Regions from separate parts of the Sus scrofa genome. Here all the other regions are linked to region 2. The links are chromatin contacts, called in public Hi-C and HiChIP or PLAC-seq maps. All regions are on one chromosome and are shown on one strand. Each heading gives the region's core, a stretch centred on a gene start, on an enhancer-like site or on the middle of the called end of the contact. The rest is flanking DNA. Distances are from core to core; before and after follow the strand shown.

What was found. Hi-C and Micro-C count contacts between places; a contact is called where the count stands out from the background. HiChIP or PLAC-seq counts read pairs in DNA pulled down with a chosen protein or histone mark.
Region 1: a contact with region 2 is called in an H3K27ac HiChIP or PLAC-seq map of skeletal muscle. The contact joins the enhancer-like site here to the promoter of ZNF503 in region 2. A contact is called at or near these places in 5 of 47 Hi-C or Micro-C datasets (alveolar macrophages, embryonic fibroblasts, fibroblasts and 2 more) and 1 of 2 datasets of contacts at active chromatin or transcription factors (skeletal muscle).
Region 3: a contact with region 2 is called in a Hi-C map of epiblast stem cells, with 2.1 times the contacts expected there. The contact joins the enhancer-like site here to the promoter of ZNF503 in region 2. A contact is called at or near these places in 3 of 47 Hi-C or Micro-C datasets (epiblast stem cells, fibroblasts and liver) and 1 of 2 datasets of contacts at active chromatin or transcription factors (skeletal muscle).

The regions. Positions count from the first base shown.
Region 1 is chr14:77,838,518-77,841,217 of Sscrofa11.1, reverse strand. All of the region lies in intron 4 of LOC106507128, which reads right to left. Among named protein-coding and RNA genes, the nearest start is that of COMTD1, 53 kb to the right of the region's middle. Within about 2 kb of position 1,382, at least 51 of the 83 cell types and tissues checked have an H3K27ac peak or open chromatin away from gene starts, as enhancers often do. A contact at or near this core is called in skeletal muscle, where this site is marked.
Region 2 is chr14:77,927,496-77,930,195 of Sscrofa11.1, reverse strand. It overlaps ZNF503 (zinc finger protein 503), which reads left to right and starts at 1,442. Exons shown (of 2, transcript XM_021073148.1): 1 at 1,442-2,517. The coding sequence starts at 2,215. It overlaps LOC106506044 (a long non-coding RNA gene), which reads right to left and starts at 776. Exons shown (of 3, transcript XR_001301017.2): 1 at 4-776.
Region 3 is chr14:77,995,975-77,998,674 of Sscrofa11.1, reverse strand. All of the region lies in intron 2 of LRMDA (a long non-coding RNA gene), which reads right to left. Among named protein-coding and RNA genes, the nearest start is that of LRMDA, 39 kb to the right of the region's middle. Within about 2 kb of position 1,409, at least 8 of the 83 cell types and tissues checked have an H3K27ac peak or open chromatin away from gene starts, as enhancers often do. A contact at or near this core is called in epiblast stem cells, where this site is marked.

The DNA of each region.
Region 1 (2,700 bases), core at 133-2,632, 89 kb after region 2:
TGGGAAACCCCACACGCTCCTCTCAGGCATCCTGATACTGCTCACAGCCCAGCTGGCCCAACCGCTCCCAACCCAGCAGCCTCCCAGCCTCAGCCAGGAAAGCCTACTGCCCAGTGGCTCAGACCTCTGACCTTCTGCTCTGCAATGTTTCCTGGCATCTGCCCACCCTCCCCAGGAGCTGGACAAGTGGGTCAGGGAGGAACAGCCCTTCCCCCCCAGCTGAGCCTGGGACTCCTCTCCAGGACAATTCTCTCCCCTGGGACTAGGGGGTCAAGCTGCTCTTGGAGACATGACCTCAGAGATGTGCAGCAAGGGCCCTGGCCCAATTTATCACCGCGGGGCTATAATTAGGTTTGTTAACATACAGTCGAGTGTAGTCTTGTTGACTAGGAACTTAATCACGTTACTATTGAGTTCCTGAACGCATGGCTCGGGGTGACTGTTTTACTCGTAGAGTTATAGCCCAGCCCAACGGGAGGAAATTAGCTTTGGACACAAGTTTGGAGGGGGGGGTTCTTTTTCCTCTTGACTTTGTCTCCCTCTCCCCCCTTCCATGTGAAAATATTTAGCAAACAGTGACAATGATGAAAAACAGTAGGAAACAAAATGTTCTACATTAGTATAAAACATGAAAAATGCAGCAAGGACCCTTAGCGGTACAACATGTGTTATGCTGGCTGGCAGTCCATTAGCTCTGATAGACATTTCACTTACCTAAGTCAAATATAACAGTCTAGTATTCATTAATATAAGAAGGGGCTGTGGAATCAGAGCTACCATCTGGCTGGGCCGACAGAATAATCTACAACTCATGATTAGGTCTAAGGAGTGGGGTTTCACTTTAATCTTTCTCATTGCTCGAAATTTCCATCTGCGCAGTTCGGCACATCATTTTTCTTCAAGACAAATGTGCTGTTTTTCATGTTCCAAAATTAGATCAGAAGAAAACGATTAATCATGTCACGGCCTGGGAAAGGAAACAAAGCTCCGATATTCTGCTCTCCCCTCTCCACCCCACCCGCCCCTCCCTGGCCCCGGACGGTTGCAAGTTTCGCTCCCCCCCCTCCAGCCTCTGGGTTTTCTGCACAACTTTTGGAGACGCCACCGCCAGCCGAGAGGAGGAGGGTGGGACTGGAGGGAGAGGGCGCCGGCCGGGCTTGAGGAGAGAGTTGGGGGCGCCCTGGGTCCCCAGCTTGGGTGCGCCCTGCCGCCCCCCCCCCCCCGGGCCCTCAAGGGTCACCCTGGGCTGGCCCACACCATCCGCCACGGGAACCGCCGAGTGCCGGCGCTGGGCGCTGCCGTAGGCCCAGAGTGACCCAAAGGGCTGCGTGCCTCCCTCCCGCGTCCCCTCCCGCGGCCGCCACAGCCCTGTCTGTCAGCCGGCTCGCAAGTCATAACAAATCCCTGGCGCGGAGCTGAAGCTGAGCATTTGCCGGAGCGTCACGGGGATGATGAATGACCCGCAGGCCTTTGAAGTGCTCTGCCAGTTCAGCTGGGTCCGCGGTGCTGACAGAGAAATATACACAACAGCGTAACCAATAATGAGAACATTAAACATTCCTGCGCCGTGACAGGCTGACAGAAAAACCCAGGCTCCCATCAATCATCGCGCAGATAGAACCTTGACAATTGGCCCCTCACTGATACCCGCGGTCACCTTGCCCTCTCCACCGCTCGCCCTCGCCCTCGCCCTCGCCCTCGCGCAGGCTCTCCCTCCTCTTCCTCCCTCCAGTTTTCCTCTTTCTTTCCCTCCTGCCTCCCCCAGCCTTCCGCTCTGCTCCCTCCTGCTTCTCTCCCCTCCCCTTCCCCTCTTTCCCTCCCTCGCCTCCTCCTCTCGGGTCCCCTGCCCTCTTGCACTGCCTTCTGAGCCTCTCAGAGGTCAAGTGAGGTTTCAGCCACTTGCATTTTGTTAGGTCGCCCCTGCCCGAAACAGGAGATGCTGCACCCGAGTGAGAAGTGTGAAATCTTCAAGTTTCTATTTAACACTGTGTGGCTTTTAACCAGATGCAAAAAATAATAACACCATCACTGTATAGAAAGCTTCACTTGGAAATGTTCAAAGTCTAAAGCAAGGCTCTTGAGGAAAGTGAGGCCCACATGAACCCCGTTCTCCCTCCTTGGGGGGGAGGGGCCCTTTCTGGATGCTTGCTGTGTGACTTTGGCAAGGGAAGCTTCTCTTTGTGCCAGCCTCTGCCTCTTTCTTTTCAGCTGGGCCTATCTGACGGGATCTGATTTCTGATCTGTCTGAAAGGGGAAAAAAAAACAGAAAAGAAACGCAAAGATCTCTTCCTTTTCCTCCAACAGGAAATGAAATCTGCCCAGATAAAGCCTATTGGATGGACCTTCACCCTGATGCCTGAAGAGCTGCCAGGGACCTCTTAGCCATTCTCTGGACCTGCAAGGGCTCCCAGCAGAACTTGGTTTGGCCCTATTTTCCTGAGCTGAGCTTCTATTTCCACCTTGCCAAGGTGGGGCATCCCCCGCCCTCACACAGACAAATGACCCCTGCCAGGCCCACTTCCCGCTGGCCAGCAGGGGCTCTTGAGAAGGGCCTTGGGCTCCTGGTAAGAAGCCAGGGTCCCAGTCCCACCATGAGCACTGAGGCAACTCCATAATTTTCTTAGACCTCTATTTCTTCATCTACCACATGGGAGCAGAAGACCCTACATCAGGGCTCCTACAGGTCTTTTTAACTTCTCC
Region 2 (2,700 bases), core at 193-2,692:
CACACAGCGGCACAGGCATTCATGCACACTTCTGCACCCAGATCCAGGTACTCAGAGTCGCGCACAGCGCCTCCCCTCTTCCTTCCAAACAGCCCGAGTGACGGTGCAAATCGAGGGGAACGCGGCAGTCCCGCTCCGCTTCCCTGGAAGAGCCAGTGTTCCCACAGGCAGCCACTCCCTCCCTCTCTCGTTCCTTCTTTCTGCTTTCTCTGAGCAGGTCAGTCCCGGCTCGGCGTTCCAATAAATTCTAGCGGGCAGAGGGGAGTAACACCGGCTATCTAGCCTGCGGGGATGGCGCAAGGTGAAGGAAGGGTTGAGGAGGGGGCATGAGTGAGCCTGAAATGTATCTCTCCCAAACACACACGGTCAGGCCTCTTCTTTGTAGCCTCCTAGCCCTAGCCACGATTGTGGAGACGTCAAAGAATTGAGGCTAGGGGTACCCCATCATTGACCTCCAGGACTCAAGGTTATATTGGTGGTGTGGCTCTTAGAAGTCTCCGAGTTTAGGGTCCCGGCACTACGCGGGGTGGGGTCCGCGGCAGGGCAGCCTAAAGACTGAACGCTACACGTCCAGGAGGGACTATCTTGACTGGGGGCTGGGGGTAGGGGTGGAAATCTCCCGTGTTAGACGTCGCCACCGCCCGTCTCGATACCCGGAGCGGCTCCTAACTCCGCGGCCCCAATGGACAGGAAACCCAGAGGTGGAAGGGTGTACCTATCTCCGATATCGAAAGGAACGAGGCGCACACCCCAGGCCAGAGCACCCCTCCCGGCGCCCTGGGCGCACCTGCGCACTTTACTCTCACTATTCATTTTCCCGACACTGAGCGTCTTTCTCCTCTTCCATTCTTTTTCTTAGAGCCCCCAGCTCTCATCCCAGGAGGCTGCTCCTCTTTCCCCCTCTTCCAATTCCCCCTCGGTCTCTTCCTCTCCGTCTCTCTCTCCCTCTTTTTCCCTTCAAGTCGCACCCGCCTTGTAATCAGCAACAAAAGCTGACATAAATCACCGGCGGATTGACAAGAGCTGACAAATAACTGATTGATTGCGGTCGAGGAACATTGACAATTGATGGAGGGGTGGAGATGCCCAAAGAACTGGTGGGGAGGGGGGAGAAGAAGAGAGGGTGGCAGGGGAGAGTAAGAATGGGGGGGGGCGCTGAGTGTGAAACAGAGGAAACATGTGACCCCCGCTCCTGCCCCAATCTGCGCATCCCCGGGCGTCACGTGGCCGGGAAGGGCGGGGAGCCTAGCACACCCAGCGGAGACGTGCCTCCACCGCCTCCTCTTCCCACCTGACTTCTGGTTTCTCCGCCGCCGAATCTCAAGAAATCAAAGCGGGCGGGCAGCCGGACCAACTCCAACGCCTGCTCCCCACCTTTCCTTACCCAGGCGGCCGCACCGCAATTGATTTCAGTTACTGAGGAGGAGGAGAGAATATTTACTGTGTGCGCCCCCTGTGCGTCCCTGGAGTTGACAGTCCGGCTGTGGTCCAGATTCCTGCCGGAGCTCCTTACGAACACCCTCAATCTATTCCTCATACGCACCCTCCTGCAAAAGGTTTCAGTTTATTCTCGAGCTGGGGAAAGGAAGGACGACGAGGAAGAAAAAAGAGGGAGGCGGCAGATAGCAAACGTAGAATAAATGTCCAGCTCGTCCTCCGAGCGAAATCAAGGGAGGGGACACGCAGGGGGAGAGGCGAAGTGGGAGCTGCCCATTAAAACCAGTGCTGAGAGTCCTGGCGGCGGCGGCAGCAGCGGCGCGGGACGCGTCACATCCCCTTGACCCTCCAATCACCTCGGGCTCCCATTTGATTGGAAGGCGGCAAAGGCTTTAATCTCCCCCTCGGTGCAGCTGCTTTTGAAGTGAGTTTCCTCGCCAGAGCCCCGGCTGGACAGGCAGCGGCTCACATCGCAGAGCGCAGCGCCAGCGCCGGGCCGCGAGTGCGCAGCGCAGGGGCACAGCCCGAGGCGGATACGGCGAGCCACCCGGCACTCCCGCAGTCGGGCCGGCTCCTCCCGCTCGGCCACGGCTCCGCTGCGGGCCACCCAGGATTATTCGCTTCTGGCTCCAGGCGCCGAGAAGGCGCGCTGGGCGCCGGTGGCCGCCTCGCCAGCTCCTCCTGCTGCTCCTGCTCCCCGGGCGAGCGCGCAGCCCCGAGCCCGCCCCGCGCCTCGCGGAGCCCTCCCCCCGCTGCTCCCATGCGCGCGGGTGGGTCATGAGCACAGCGCCCTCGCTTTCTGCCCTAAGAAGCAGTAAGCACAGCGGCGGCGGCGGCGGCAGCAGTGCGGACCCTGCCTGGACCAGCGCGCTCTCTGGAAATAGCTCCGGCCCCGGCCCAGGCTCGTCCCCGGCCGGCAGCACCAAGCCTTTTGTGCACGCCGTGCCCCCCTCTGACCCTCTCCGCCAGGCTAACCGCCTGCCTATCAAGGTGCTGAAGATGCTGACCGCACGGACTGGCCACATTTTGCACCCCGAATACCTGCAGCCCTTGCCTTCCACTCCTGTCAGCCCCATAGAGGTAAAGACCCTATCCCCGGATCGCGCTGGGACCACCACCCGGCTGCTGCTCTCGGGATCTGGGGGTTGGAAGGTGGGGGTATCGGAGTGATTCAGCTTCGGGATGGGGGGAGAGGATAGTGCTCCCGCACCTTAAAACTAGGGTGGAAAGGGGGGAGGAGGTAGAACGGGGTGTGAATGCTGA
Region 3 (2,700 bases), core at 160-2,659, 69 kb before region 2:
GAAAAGAAAGACTCTTCTAGAAAAGTCCCCTGTAGGCTGGGAAGCTGGCCAGGATTTCAAGCAAGAGAGGACTTGGATCAGAAGGTGCCTCCAGATAACGCCTGCTCTGTCAGCAAGGTCTGGAGCAGAGAAGAGATGGGGGCAGGCAGAGCAACAGAGATGCCTCAGCAACTCTGGAAGGTACACAACATGAACTTCAATGTGATCCTGGGAGGTTGGCAGGATGGTGACACGCCAGGAACTGAGATAAAGGAGACAGGAACAAATGTGGGGAGGGAGCCAGTGAAATCCGCTTTGGATGGCTGAGTTTGCAACATATTTAGGGCAGGAAGGCAGGGCAGAGCCTACCCCCACCCCCATCTCAAGCTGTTGATACACCCCCTCTCGCTGAGCTTGGTTCCACACTGCTCCACACGGCTCCCTTTGCTGAGGGAGGAACACGCAAGGCCAAGCTGGTAAAGCAAACGAGATTTATCAAGGCATCAGAGGGGCACGGGCTGAGCTCAAGATGGCGCCAGCTCTGTGAGGAGATGTTAGGCTTACAAAGGATCTGTGGAGGGAACTCGTGGCTGGATGGAGTTCTTGGCGGGAACTTGTGGCAGGAAATACGAAGAAGGAGGGGACGGTCAAGGGAGGGGTAGGGGGTCGAGTCCCATGACAAAGGGCAGTTAATCCTTGTGGGAGGTTAATCTATGCAGGCAGTTGTTTTCCGAAGGCCATTGTTTCTTGCTCCCCAACTTGAGAATCCACATTCTAGGAGAGGGTGTCCACAGTAAGTCTCCAAGGTGAGTAGCCACATTTTGGGGTTGGGGAGGGGTGTCTGTCTCCATCCTCCTGGGAACCTATCACACACACGTGTTCTCAATTCCCATTTGGGGTATCACGTTCATAAGCAGTGGTTTTTTTTTTTTTTTAAATTTAACCTATTCTGAGGCCGCTACAACCAACCATCTTAACCCTCACAGGACAGTCTTGAAACAAAAAGCCAGTAAGTAGGAAGAAGCCTTGACTCACGTCACTTTCAGTTGAGATCCCAGTCACTCCCCCAAGGCTGGCCTCCCATTTCCATTCAGATGGGCCAGACTTGAGAATTCTGACGTGGCCAGAACATTCTTCTGTTTGCAAATTGAGAAAGTTCAAGCAAGAGTCAAGCACGTGAGAAAGGAGTGGGGTGGGGGAGGGCAGCCCTCAGAATGCTGTGGTCTTGGACCACTTAAAGAAAAACATCATCAAAACTCACTTTCAACACCCACACCTCCTTTCAGAAGGAGAAAAACATTAAAAAGCACTGCTTATTGGAAAAGAAAGTTGTATAAATCATTTTATTTCGTGCTCCATCATTTACTCAGCACAGGCTTCAGTGGCACCTCCTGATTAGGTTTAATTTTAAGCCTGCGAGAACACCACAAACCATATTGTCAGAGAAAGTTCCATTTCTCTCCAAGCCTGATGGGCGACTATTGTAATGTAAAACCCTGGGATTTAAATAACACAAGCGGATTCTATTATGAGAAGAAAGGTTTATATTTTGGAGTCGGTTTACTTCAAAGGAGCCTGGATACCAAACCATGAATTACCTGAAACAATGGGCTTCAATGATCAGCTCTTTGCCTGTTGCTTTGGGGGCGGAGGCTACTTTACTTGCCTAACGACCAGGACTTGGTGATCCAATTATTTCTGGAAGCAGTCCCGGGTTCTCAAAATTAATACTGTTTAGGAAAACTGGAAGCCGGAGGAAACGTGGCTTACCCCCAGAATGGCCCCTATCCCTTCACTAGATTGTTCTCCAGGGCCTTGGCTCTCCACAACTGACCTCAACTACCCAAAATCCATGATAATATCCAGAGAGAGCTTCCTAAGAGGGCTTGACGCTCAGAGGAGAATCATCTCCAAGAGACACAAAGGGAGGACAATTAGGACTAAAGGGAAAAAAACCTGTTGGGCTTCGAGGCCTCCTCAAGGAGATAGAACTCAAAGCCTCTGGCCAAGACAAGAATTATTAGACCCTTATCCTCACCCCACCCTTCTCAGTGTAATGCTCCTTCCCCACCTTGAGGAACCTGGCCTACTCTCCGCCACCTCCTAAGAAAAGTATGTGGCCCATCCCTCAGCATGCCCCTATAAGGGCATTATAGGCCTCCCCCAACCAATGAGCCGGTGTATCCTAAGACCCCTCTTTCCCCAACCAATTAGCAGGTAATTGGGCATATTGTGAGACCACTCTTATTGCGAGGTTATAAAAAACAGACATGACCATGATAATCGGCTCTCCCTGATTATCAGGAAGTCTGCCTGCTGTGTTAATAGCATCTCTCGCCTCAGTAACTTATCTTTTCTTCACTTGGCTTCAGATCCAGAAAATTCTCCTTTCAGACCTGCATTTACAGACCACAACAAGGCCTAAGAGTTTATAGCCTCCTAGACCTTCAGAACACACCACCACCACCACCAGCACCCACCAGAACTGCCCACATGACCTCTTATGAGGTCCCACTCTCTCCAAGGACCCCATCAGCCATGTGGGAATCTTATTCTGATATCCCCGATGACATTTACGGTCTCTTACAAGATATTTTTGAATATAACTGTATGCTAGAGATAAAAGAATGAGTTTTCACCTCTCTATGAGCCCTAGTCTGACTGGTAGACAGCACCATGAGGCAACACCAGGAGGCAAGGACTGACAGACAATCAAGAACA